Regions from separate parts of the Sus scrofa genome. Here region 1 is linked to region 2. The links are chromatin contacts, called in public Hi-C maps. All regions are on one chromosome and are shown on one strand. Each heading gives the region's core, a stretch centred on a gene start, on an enhancer-like site or on the middle of the called end of the contact. The rest is flanking DNA. Distances are from core to core; before and after follow the strand shown. Region 1 overlaps BRWD1 (bromodomain and WD repeat-containing protein 1). Region 2 holds the start of BRWD1 (bromodomain and WD repeat-containing protein 1).

Region 1 (5,255 bases), core at 571-3,070, 49 kb before region 2:
TATAAAAAAAAAACCAAAAAGACAACTTAAAGAATGGGAGAAAATAGCTTCAAATGATGCAACCAACCTGACAAGGGCTCAATCTCTAAAACATACAATCAACTTATACAACTCAACAGCAAAAAAGCCAACAACCGAATGGAAAAATGGGCCAAAGACCTGAAAAGACATTTCTCCAAAGAAGACATACAGATGGCCAACAAGTACATGAAAAAATGCTCAACATCCCTGATTATTAAGAGAAATGTAAATCAAAGTGACCATGAGATACCACCTCACATCAGTCAGAATGGCCATCATTAATAAGTCCACAGACAACAAATGCTGGAGCGGGTGTGGAGAAAAGGGAACCTTCCTGCACTGTTGGTGGGAATGTAAACTGGTACAACCACCATGGAGAACAGTATGGAAATACCTCAGAAAACTAAATATAGAACTACCATCTGACCCAGCAATCCCACTCTTGGGCATATATCCAGACAAAACTTTCCCTGAAAAAGACATATGCACCCATATGTTCAGTGCAGCACTATTCACAATAGCCAAGACATGGAAACAACCTAAATGTCCACCAACAGATGAATGGATTAAGAAGATGTGGTATATGTACACAATGGACTACTACTCAGCCATAAAAAAGAACAAAATAATGCCATTTGCAGCAACATGGATGGAGCTAGAGACCCTCATATTAAGTGAAGTAAGTCAGAAAGAGAAAGACAAAAATGATATCACTTATATCTGGAATCTAATATATGGCACAAATGAACCTTTCCACAGAAAAGAAACTCATGGACATGGAGAACAGACTTCTGATTGCCGAGGGAGAGGGAGGGAGTGGGATGGATGGGGAATTTGGGGTTAACAGATGCAAACTATTGCCTTTGGAGTGGATTAGCAATGAGATCCTGCTGTAGCACTGAGAACTATATCTAGTCACTTATGATGGAGCATGATAGTGTGAGAAAAAGGAATGTATACATGTATATGTGACTGGGTCACCTTGCTGTACCGTAGAAAATTGAAAGAACGCATTAAGCCAGCTATAATGGAAAAAAATAAAAATCATTGAGTTAAAAAAATCTAAAGCCTCCAGTTATGTGGCAGATTGGATGAGAGATCAAGAGTGACAAGGCAGACAGATATAAAGAAACTGTCTAGAACACAGCACTGAGAGATAAAGAGATAAGAACTTAATAGCATTTTATAGACTCTCAAAGTTTCTTTAATTTTCCATAGGGTTTCAACTTTCCCAGAGTGAGATTTCAGTTGCATAACAATCACCAATCTCTTCTAGATTATTTCTCACATAATTATTCTACATTCCCATTATCAAGTATTTTTCCCAGAAAATTCACTTCAAACTTTCTAATTCAGTGGAAATATTAGTGCTCTACTCAATTTGGTGTTTTAAAAATGATAAAGGAAAGGAAACCTAGAACTATAGTTTTCATTAGGAAATACTCTGCTCTTTACTCTTGTTTCTTTAATATAATTTTGTAAATAATGTTATTTCAGAGCGAAAAATTTTCAACAGACTTTCATAGTACTTGAAATTCAAATGTCCATGTGTTAGGGTATCAACCTTACACCGAATAAAGCTACTTCCAGCCTACTTAACTTGTAAGTGTACACTGCTTAAAGTCTGTCATACTACATGCGTACAATGCCTTCATTTATTCTTCAGTTTCAATCCAGGCACATGTAGGCAAAATCCCTCTCATATATTTATTACCTCTTCGGGGGGTTTCTTCCCCATTCGGAAGTCCACTTGGAAGAGCGTCCTGACCTGCTCCCATTCTCTGATCTTGCTGCTGCTGCAACTGTCTTATCATTCCATCCAGAACACTGGGCTCTGGGCTTCGTTCACCATTATCATTGGTTTGCAGGCTTATAATTTGTTCAATTACCTCTCCATCACCTGCAAATTCAATGAAGGAATATAAAATAGTATGTATGAACAGAAAAAAACTTTCAAGACGACAATTAAAACCACATTAACTGTTAGAATTCTTGTTTTCTTAAAAACAATTAAAGATACTCTATACATTCATAACTAATTAAGTCAGAGAAAAGAATCAAAACAAACTAGATTACTATGTACCACAAAAACCTCAACAAAGCTTCTCAAATCCTTAGAAGTGAGCATATGCAAACACATTTCTTTTTTTTTTTTTTTTTTTTTTTTTTTTTTTTGCTTTTTAGGGTCGCACCTATGGCATAGGGAGGTTCTCAGTCTAGGGGTCTAATCAGAGCTACATCTGCCAGCCTACACCACAGCCACAGCAATGCAGGATCCGAGCTGCGTCTGTGACCTACACCACAGCTCATGGCAACACCAGATCCTTAACCCACTGAGCTAGGCCAGGGATCGAACCCGCAACCTCATAATTCCTAGTCAGATTCGTTTCGGCTGCACCACGACAGGAACTCCTGGAAACACATTTCAGAAAAAGGTTTTTTTTTCTGTTTCACATTAACACCGTTCACTTATGCAAATATTTCACTAAAGTCTTATTTCCCAAGGTCTCGGACTAGTGAGCAATGTGTGATTTCTGATATACAGAAGAGCACTGGCATTTCTCGTCTTTTTTGTTTTTCTAGGAGAGCACCCGTAGCATATGGAAATTCCTGGGCTAGGGGTCAATCAAATCAGAGCTACAGCTGCCAGCCTAGCCTACACCACAGCCACAGCAACGTGGGATCCAAGCCACGTCTGCAACCTACACCACAGCTCACAGCAACACTGGATCCTTAACCCACTATGTGAGGCCAGGGATTGAACCTGCATCCTCACCAATACTAGTTGGGCTCCTTATCGCTGAGGCACTATGGGAACTTGAGCTCATTACCGCTGGGCCACGACGGGAGCTCCCGGATTATTTATATTAATATGAAACAAAGTAATAGTTTTCAAAACAAGAAACGCTCCCGTCATGGTGCAGCAGAAACAAATCCTACTAGGAACCATGAGGTTGCAGGTTCAATCCCTGGCCTTGCTCAGTGGGTTAAGGATCTGGCGTTGCCTTGAGCTGTGATGTAGGTCAAAGACACAGCTCAGACCTGGCGATGCTACGGCTGTGGTGTAGGCCAACAGCTGTACCTCCAATTCATTTCCTAGTCTGGGAACCTCTATATGCCGCAGGTGCAGCCCTAAAAAGCCAAAAAAAAGAGAAATGCTCCCAAGGATAAAGGGGGGCATTTCATAACGATGAAAGAGTTAATTCATCTGAAATCTGTATGTACATAGTAACAGAATTTTAAAATCATCTAGTAAAAATGGATAGAACCAAAGATAAAAATAAGACAAATCCACAGGGAAGTTGGATATTTCAGCACTCTTTAAAACAGCCACAAAATGGAAAAAAGCCCAATGTTCTTCAGCTGTTAGTGAGTGGATAACTGATGGTATATCCACACAGTGGGTGCAAGAATAAACGACTGATACTTCCAACAACAGGAATGAACCTCAAAAACACCATGTTAAATTAAAGAAGCCAGACACAAAAGACTATGTATTAAACGATTTCATTTAAACAAAATTCCTTAAAAAGAAAAAATCAAGGTAACAAAATATAGTACAAAATATAACAGTCACATTATATGGGGCCAAGAGAAGGGAGAGAACAGATTCCAAAAGGTCCAAGAGAACTTTTGGGGGCACTGGAACTGGAAAAGTTACCTATGTTGACTGTGGTGAGGATTACACGACGGTTTAAAATTTCTCGACTCACCTGAACTGTACACTTAAAAATGGTAAATTTTGTTATGTCTGTGGTATACTTCAAATCAATTAAAAATATAAACATTTGAAAGAGTAAACATACAGTAATTCACATTAATCTTCAACCTTAAGGTGATTCAGTTTCGTAAATCAATCCTCATCAAAACAAACAGAAGCATCTTTCTTCTTTGCTTGGTAATATTATGGAAAAACACCGTACTGCTATGAACAAATACAAAATAAAAACAACAAACAAACCGCTTTACTTGCGTAGAACAAGCAAAGTACAAGATGGGACTGGAAAACCCTGGGCCGGAAAGGAAGGAAGTACTCAAGGAATGATGGGGACTTGAGAAAGGATACGTACCTCCGCCTGAGGAGACCCTAATAACCAAACCCAAGGGCAGGAAGAACTAAACATGATAGTACCCACCACATAACATCCGTAAGTTCCCACTAAAACTTACTAGTAAACTGTATAAATAAATGACAAGAGTAACAGATGGCCAGCTAATGATAAAATGCAGATGCAACAATAACAGAGTTATCAGACAACCTTTTTGCAACCTTCGCGATAAGTGACTCAGGCAAAAACTCTCATTGGATCCTAAAACTCAGAGGTAGAGTTCGACAAGGACTAGGTTATGTACATCAGACACTCCCACAAATTACTTATTAATTACAAAGAGGAAAAAAAACCTTCACGGTGGAGAAGACACCTGGCAGACACCAAGTGTTCAAAGCCAACCCTACCAACAACCGGAAAAACACAATCACAAGCATCCTAGTGCGATGCTCCAGGAAGGCTACAACATCACCGATGTTATGTTCTTCCAAAAATGCATAATCTGAACTTAATCAACAACAACTAATTGTAATATGCACTCCTAACTTAAAAGCTTCCATCAGAGAAGAAACAAACCTGTAACAGGCATTATTAGGGTAATGAAATTTGATTACAGACCAGATTTAAAAACACCATTACGTTAAGTGTCCTAATTTTGATAATGTTAGGATTATAAGAAAGCGTCTTTTTTCTCAGAAACTATACACTGATGTATTTAGGGGTAAATGGACATAAGGCCCAGAACTTAAGTCTCAAAAGGTTCAAAACAACCATCTGTATCTAGAGAAAGAATAATTAAAAATACTGCAAAATATTAAGGAGTGAATCTGAAAGTACAGGTGTTCTTTGTATTATTACTTACATATTTTAAATAAAAAATTTGGGGGAAAAAAAAAAAAAAGACTTGGCACTTACTTGTTGCCACGTAGCCTAGCTGTGGCACCAAATGTTCATCTGAAGAATTTTCTCGGCCTGGTACTAATCTCTGATACTTAGTTGGATGAGGATTTCCATCCACATCTACTAAGAATGGTGGAGGCATAAGGTGAGGAGCTTGCTGAGTTTGCTCATCTAAGACATAATTATTAGAATCTCTAATCAGTGGTCGATAGTCAGTATGGAAGAACATCTGATCGGGAATCTAGAAAAGGGAAGTTCAGATTGAAATTTTGAGGTTTATACATG
Region 2 (5,155 bases), core at 2,291-4,790:
TCTGAAGCTCAATTTAAATTAACTATTAAAAAATAGGGAGTTTCCTAGTGGCCCAGCAGGTTAAGGATCCAGCATCCTCACTGCAGTAGTTCAGTGGCATGGGTTCGATCCCTGACCAGGGAACTTCCATATGCTATAAGCATAACCAAAAAAAATAAATAAATGTAGCAAACTGATAAACTTATTTATAGTATGTGGAGATTTATCACATTATTCTCATTGGAAACACTTCATAATAAAATGTTTCTAAAAAGAAAAAATGAGACTTTCTTGGAGAACTAGAAGCTACTCACATTCCCTTGACACAAGAATGACTCTCTATACCAGAAGCTCATCCTTTAGCACTTAATGCTGGGAAAGGAGGGAGGGAGGTAAAGGAGGAGGATATCCACCAGACAATCATTCGGCAATGAGATGACTTAAGTCATAGCCACATCACAGCAGCATCACAGAGGTTCTGGATAACTTCAGTTTTGTTTGTTTACAGCCGTACCTGCAGTACGTGGAAGTTCCCAGGAGAGGGGTCAAATCGGAGCTATAGCCACCAGCCTACACAACAGCCACAGCAACGTGGAATCCGAGCCGAGTCTGTGACCTACACCACAGCTCACGGCAACGCTGGATCCACAACCCACTGAGCAAGGCCAGGGATCGAACTAGTCGGGTTGTTACCACTGAGCCACAGCAGAAACTTCCCTACGTGGGGTTCTTAACCTGCTGAGCCACAGCAGGAACTCCTAAAGCAGAATTTTAAGTAGAGTTTTAAGCAATATAAGAAAAGGCCAAAAAAATACATCAACCTATTTTTAAAGTAACTTCGCCATTAATTACAGTGTTATACTTATTACTTCAAAACATAAGCACCTTTCTCCCCAGTATGACTGCAACGTCATTTCAATAATGCTCTGCAGCTTCACAGATAACACTATTTTCACTTATCAACAGAAACAAGAGAGCAATTAAACATTTCCTTAACTTTCAGTAAAAACTGTGCATTTTTTTTTTTTTTGGTCTTTTTGCCTTTTTCTGGGACCACTTCCGCAGCATATGGAGGTTCCCAGGCTAGGGGTCAGATCGGAGCTGTAGCCGCCAGCCTACGCCAGAGCCACAGCAACACGGGATCCGAGCCGCCTCTGCGACCTACACCACAGCTCACGGCGACACCGGATCCTTAACCCACTGATGGAGGCCAGGGATCAAACCTACAACCTCATGGTTGCTAGTAGGATTCGTTAACCACTGTGCCACCAAGGGAACTCCTCTGCAAAATTTTTAGAACTTTCTTGAAAATATTCACTTTTGGAGTTCCCGTCGTGGCACAGTGGTTAACGAATCCGACTAGGAACCATGAGGTTGTGGGTTCGGTCCCTGGCCTTGCTCAGTGGGTTAACGATCCGGCATTGCCATGAGCTGTGGTGTAGGCCACAGACCCGGCTCGGATCCCACGTTGCTGTGGCTCTGGCGTAGGCCGGAGGCTACAGCTCCGATCTGACCCCTAGCCTGGGAACCTCCATATGCTGTGGGAGCGGCCCAAGAAATAGCAAAAAGACAAAAAAAAAAAAAAAAGAAGAAAGAAAGAGAAAAAAAAAAAAGAAAATATTCACTTTTAAGCGTTTGCCTCAAAAAAAAAAAAAAAACTTCTAGGAAAGCAAATATTAAAATTGGCAATTACAGTGATGAATTTTCGTTAGAATTTTGTCTTATAAAAAAAAAAAACTGACAATTGAAAAGACTCTTTTGTTACATTGACCCAAGTTTAAGTGCTAATACTTAACTGTTCTCAGAGAACAAATCCTATTTTTGTTCTCTTGTTTAACAATGATGTTCATATTCTACCAACTTCTACTTACAGGTGTTAGAACCATAGTAAAAGATCATTCAAGAGCTCTTTTTTCAGTTATTTTACTCATACAGGAAGCTTAATATGGCCTGACAACTAAAGGAATTTCTTGTTCTAATACACAAATTGGAAAAAAATACTCTCCTAAAAAGGTTTTATTCCACCAAGGACAAATGAGTGAATAAAACAAAAGCATATATAGTGAGAGTAACTAAAAAAGACGAGCAAGTACAATGAAAAGAGAACTGCAATCTCCGTTAACGGTGCTCCAGAAAGAGAAACTACATAGTTAGAGCCTATATTAAGTTATGCACAGCAAGAGCATTATAAAAGTTTATCAAAATTTCCCAAGGCATTCAACAAGTGTAACACAGTTTAGAACGGCGAAAGTATTGCAGGAGTGGCACAGTCTCAAAGCAGCAGGGTTTTTATTACTCCGCGGAGGAAAAAAGAAAAAAACAAAATAAACCAAAAGCTAGAGAGGAACCTTCCTCCACCTTTCAAACACCAACGCTTCTATTCCTAGGGAACAAGTGGTTGGAAGATCTGGGCGGGGCAAAAGGAGGAAGACCAATCAAAGGTCGAGTTACAAGTCGGGTTCAGGACAAACACGGCTGAGAGCAGCTCGCTGAATGGCTGGCGAGCCCCCGGCTCTCACCATAGGCAGCCGCACCTGGGGACCCACCCCGCCACAAACCGCGGCGCAGGTCGCCCCCACCTCCACCCGGCCGCCCCCCAGGGCCGTTTCCTACCCAAACAAACCCGGCCTCCCCAAAGCAAAACAAAGCCTACGGGAGGCGGTCCCGCTGTCCCAGGGATGCCTCGGCCGCCTGGCCGCCCCCTCCGCGCGCGGCTCGGTCACTTCGCCCCTCCGGCGGGAGCCCCGAAAAGGGGGCGGGGGGCGGGTGCTCGGAAACACCGGGATGGAAATGTCAAAAGTCTCACCAATTCCTCGTAGCTCCTGTTGTGCTCGTTGCCCTCCCAATCCAACCTCTTCGGCAGCAGCTGCAAAGACCCAAGATGCACACGAGTGACCACCGAGCGGGGGGTGGCGGGGCGCAACGGGGTGGGGGGCGGCGGGGACGCGGGGCGGGGAGCCGGACGAGCGGCCCCAGGCAGGGCCGGGAGGGGACGCAGGGGACGCGGCGGGACGGGCGTGGGCGAGGCCGCGAAGCACAGACCTGGTACTGCTCCAGCTCCTGCACCAGCACCTGCAGCCGACGAGACGCGCAGTTAGGGGGGCGGGGGCCGCACCCCGGTCCGCCCGGCGCCCTCCTCCCGAGACCCCAGGCGGCGGCGGGGCCGGGACCCCCGGGGCGCGGCCGCCGCCGCCCGCGGGCCCGCACTCACCTGGGCGGCTCTCCGACACGGGCCGGCCGATAGGTACCGGGCGATGAGGAAGTACAGCTCTGCGGGGAGACGGGGAGTCGGGTCAGGCGCGGGCGGGAGGGTGGCGGGGAGGGGGCCGGGGCGGGGGCGCCGCGGGGAGGGCGCGGGCGGCGCGTCTTACCCGACTCGATGAGGGGCACCGGGCGTCGGGCGGGCGAGGGCTCCGCCATGGCCGGGCGCGGGGCCGGGGCGGGAGCGGGCGAGCGAAGCGTGTAGGCCGCGCCGAGGCCTGACCGGGCCGGCGTTCCTCTACCTCAGGCGCGCCGCCGCTGCCGCCGCCGCCGCCGCCGCCATGCCGTGCGCGCCGCCAGCGCCGACGCCTCCGCGAAGTAGTGCCTCCAGGGGAGAGAAAGTAGTCCCTCTGTGGGCGCCGCCCGTGCCACCGGACGAACGACGGTCCGACCCCGCCAGGAAGGGCGAGCCTCGCCTCCCTCTCCTCTCCCTCGGGGGGCGCAGAGAGGACACTGTGTGCGCTGGGGGCCGGGCCCGGCTCGGGCGGCCGGTGGGGGAGGGGCGCGCGCGTGGCCGGGATCCCTGCGCGCGGTGAAGCGGCTCCCGGCCATTGTGAGGCGGCGGCCCGGCTGCGCGGCGGGGCGGGCGCCGGGGGCGGAGGTCGGGCGGGGGCCGCGGTGGGGGCAGGGACGGGGACAGGTCCTCGCTCCCCCGGCCGGAACCCAGCGTCTCCATCCGGGACGTCAGGGGCCCAGGACCCGCAGCGGGTGCGGCGGGGTCGCCCGCTTCGGGCTCTCGGAAGGGACACTCACGGACGCTCATCCGGGGCCAGTGTGTCTGCCCCCCGGGAAAGATGGTTCGCTTCGAGGACGGAACACCCTTAAAACCGAGATCGTGCCACCCAGATGAGAACGCCGGGCCGAGAAGCTTTCCGCCGGGAGGGGAGGAGGAGTGAGGAACGCCGCGGGATGGGGAGGCCAGGGGTCCGCGGACGCTGACTCTCTGGCTCGGAGGGCAGAGCCGGGTTGCCGCATGCGGGGGAAGGAGAGCCGTGGGACAGAGCCGCAGTCCTGCCGGAGCCCGCAGCCCCCGAGAAAGGGTCAAAGAAAACGCAGTGCATCGCAGAGGATGTAAACCTGGCTAGGAGGGAGCAGCCCAGGGCCGGCGACGACCTAGCCGGGCGAGGAGGGTGGGAGGAAGCGGGCAGTGCAGACACGCAGCGGCCACCTCTCGGGGGACGCCCGCGGGGAGCCGTGGGCAAGTGGGATTCTCTTGGGAAACAGTCGTAGGACTTGAGGTTGGAGCAGTGGACCAGGGTCCCCCAAAATTCCCTTAATGCCCGTGGCGGGCTTCTAATCTAACCACATTCCTTCGGCCAACGTACCCGGTTTGCCCTATTCTGAGCCCTAAAGCACAGCAGGGAGCAAAACCGGGCCCTATGGAGCAGACGTTGTAATTCCAGTTCCTAGGCAGTCTGATAACCTCCAGAGCTTCAAGAGATGAAACATTTGGGTTCAGATCAGACTCTGGGTTGGGACTAACCCTGGGCCTTTACCCGCTGAAAGTGTGACTTTGAGCACGTCACAACCTCTGAGCTTCTATTTTCCTCACCTGTAAGCTGTAGATAGTATGTGTGCCCACTTCATAGGGGGACCATAATGGGTTAATAAGTGTTCTTAGGGTACATAAGCGCCATATACCTGCCAGTTTTTAATTATTTACACCACATAGCCAAAGTTTTTCTGTATATTTATGAAGGAACAATTCAAACATGTTGGAACAAGTGCCTCAGTCGTCTGTTCTTGTATCTTGATTCAGCAAACACCATCAAGTGATGGGGATAAAGGATGAAGGCATAGGCTGCAGCTTTGCCATCCAAGACTTCATTGTCTTTTAGGAGGTGTAAGCAAAGAAGGACAAGGTTTAGGGCAGAAACAGAAGGGAGATTCCACCTGCCTGTGGGAGGGGAGATGT

Evidence for each region. A called contact is a pair of places that touch in the nucleus more often than the background predicts.
Region 1: a contact with region 2 is called in a Hi-C map of fetal liver, with 1.8 times the contacts expected there. The contact joins the enhancer-like site here to the promoter of BRWD1 in region 2. A contact is called at or near these places in 3 of 47 Hi-C or Micro-C datasets (brain, epiblast stem cells and fetal liver) and 1 of 2 datasets of contacts at active chromatin or transcription factors (alveolar macrophages).

Annotation. Positions count from the first base shown.
Region 1 is chr13:202,845,976-202,851,230 of Sscrofa11.1, forward strand. It overlaps BRWD1 (bromodomain and WD repeat-containing protein 1), which reads right to left. Exons shown (of 42, transcript XM_021070988.1): 17 at 4,986-5,211; 18 at 1,736-1,921. Among named protein-coding and RNA genes, the nearest start is that of BRWD1, 48 kb to the right of the region's middle. Within about 2 kb of position 1,821, at least 1 of the 83 cell types and tissues checked has an H3K27ac peak or open chromatin away from gene starts, as enhancers often do. A contact at or near this core is called in fetal liver, where this site is marked.
Region 2 is chr13:202,893,005-202,898,159 of Sscrofa11.1, forward strand. It overlaps BRWD1 (bromodomain and WD repeat-containing protein 1), which reads right to left and starts at 3,541. Exons shown (of 42, transcript XM_021070988.1): 1 at 3,351-3,541; 2 at 3,191-3,249; 3 at 3,022-3,051; 4 at 2,786-2,845. The coding sequence starts at 3,399.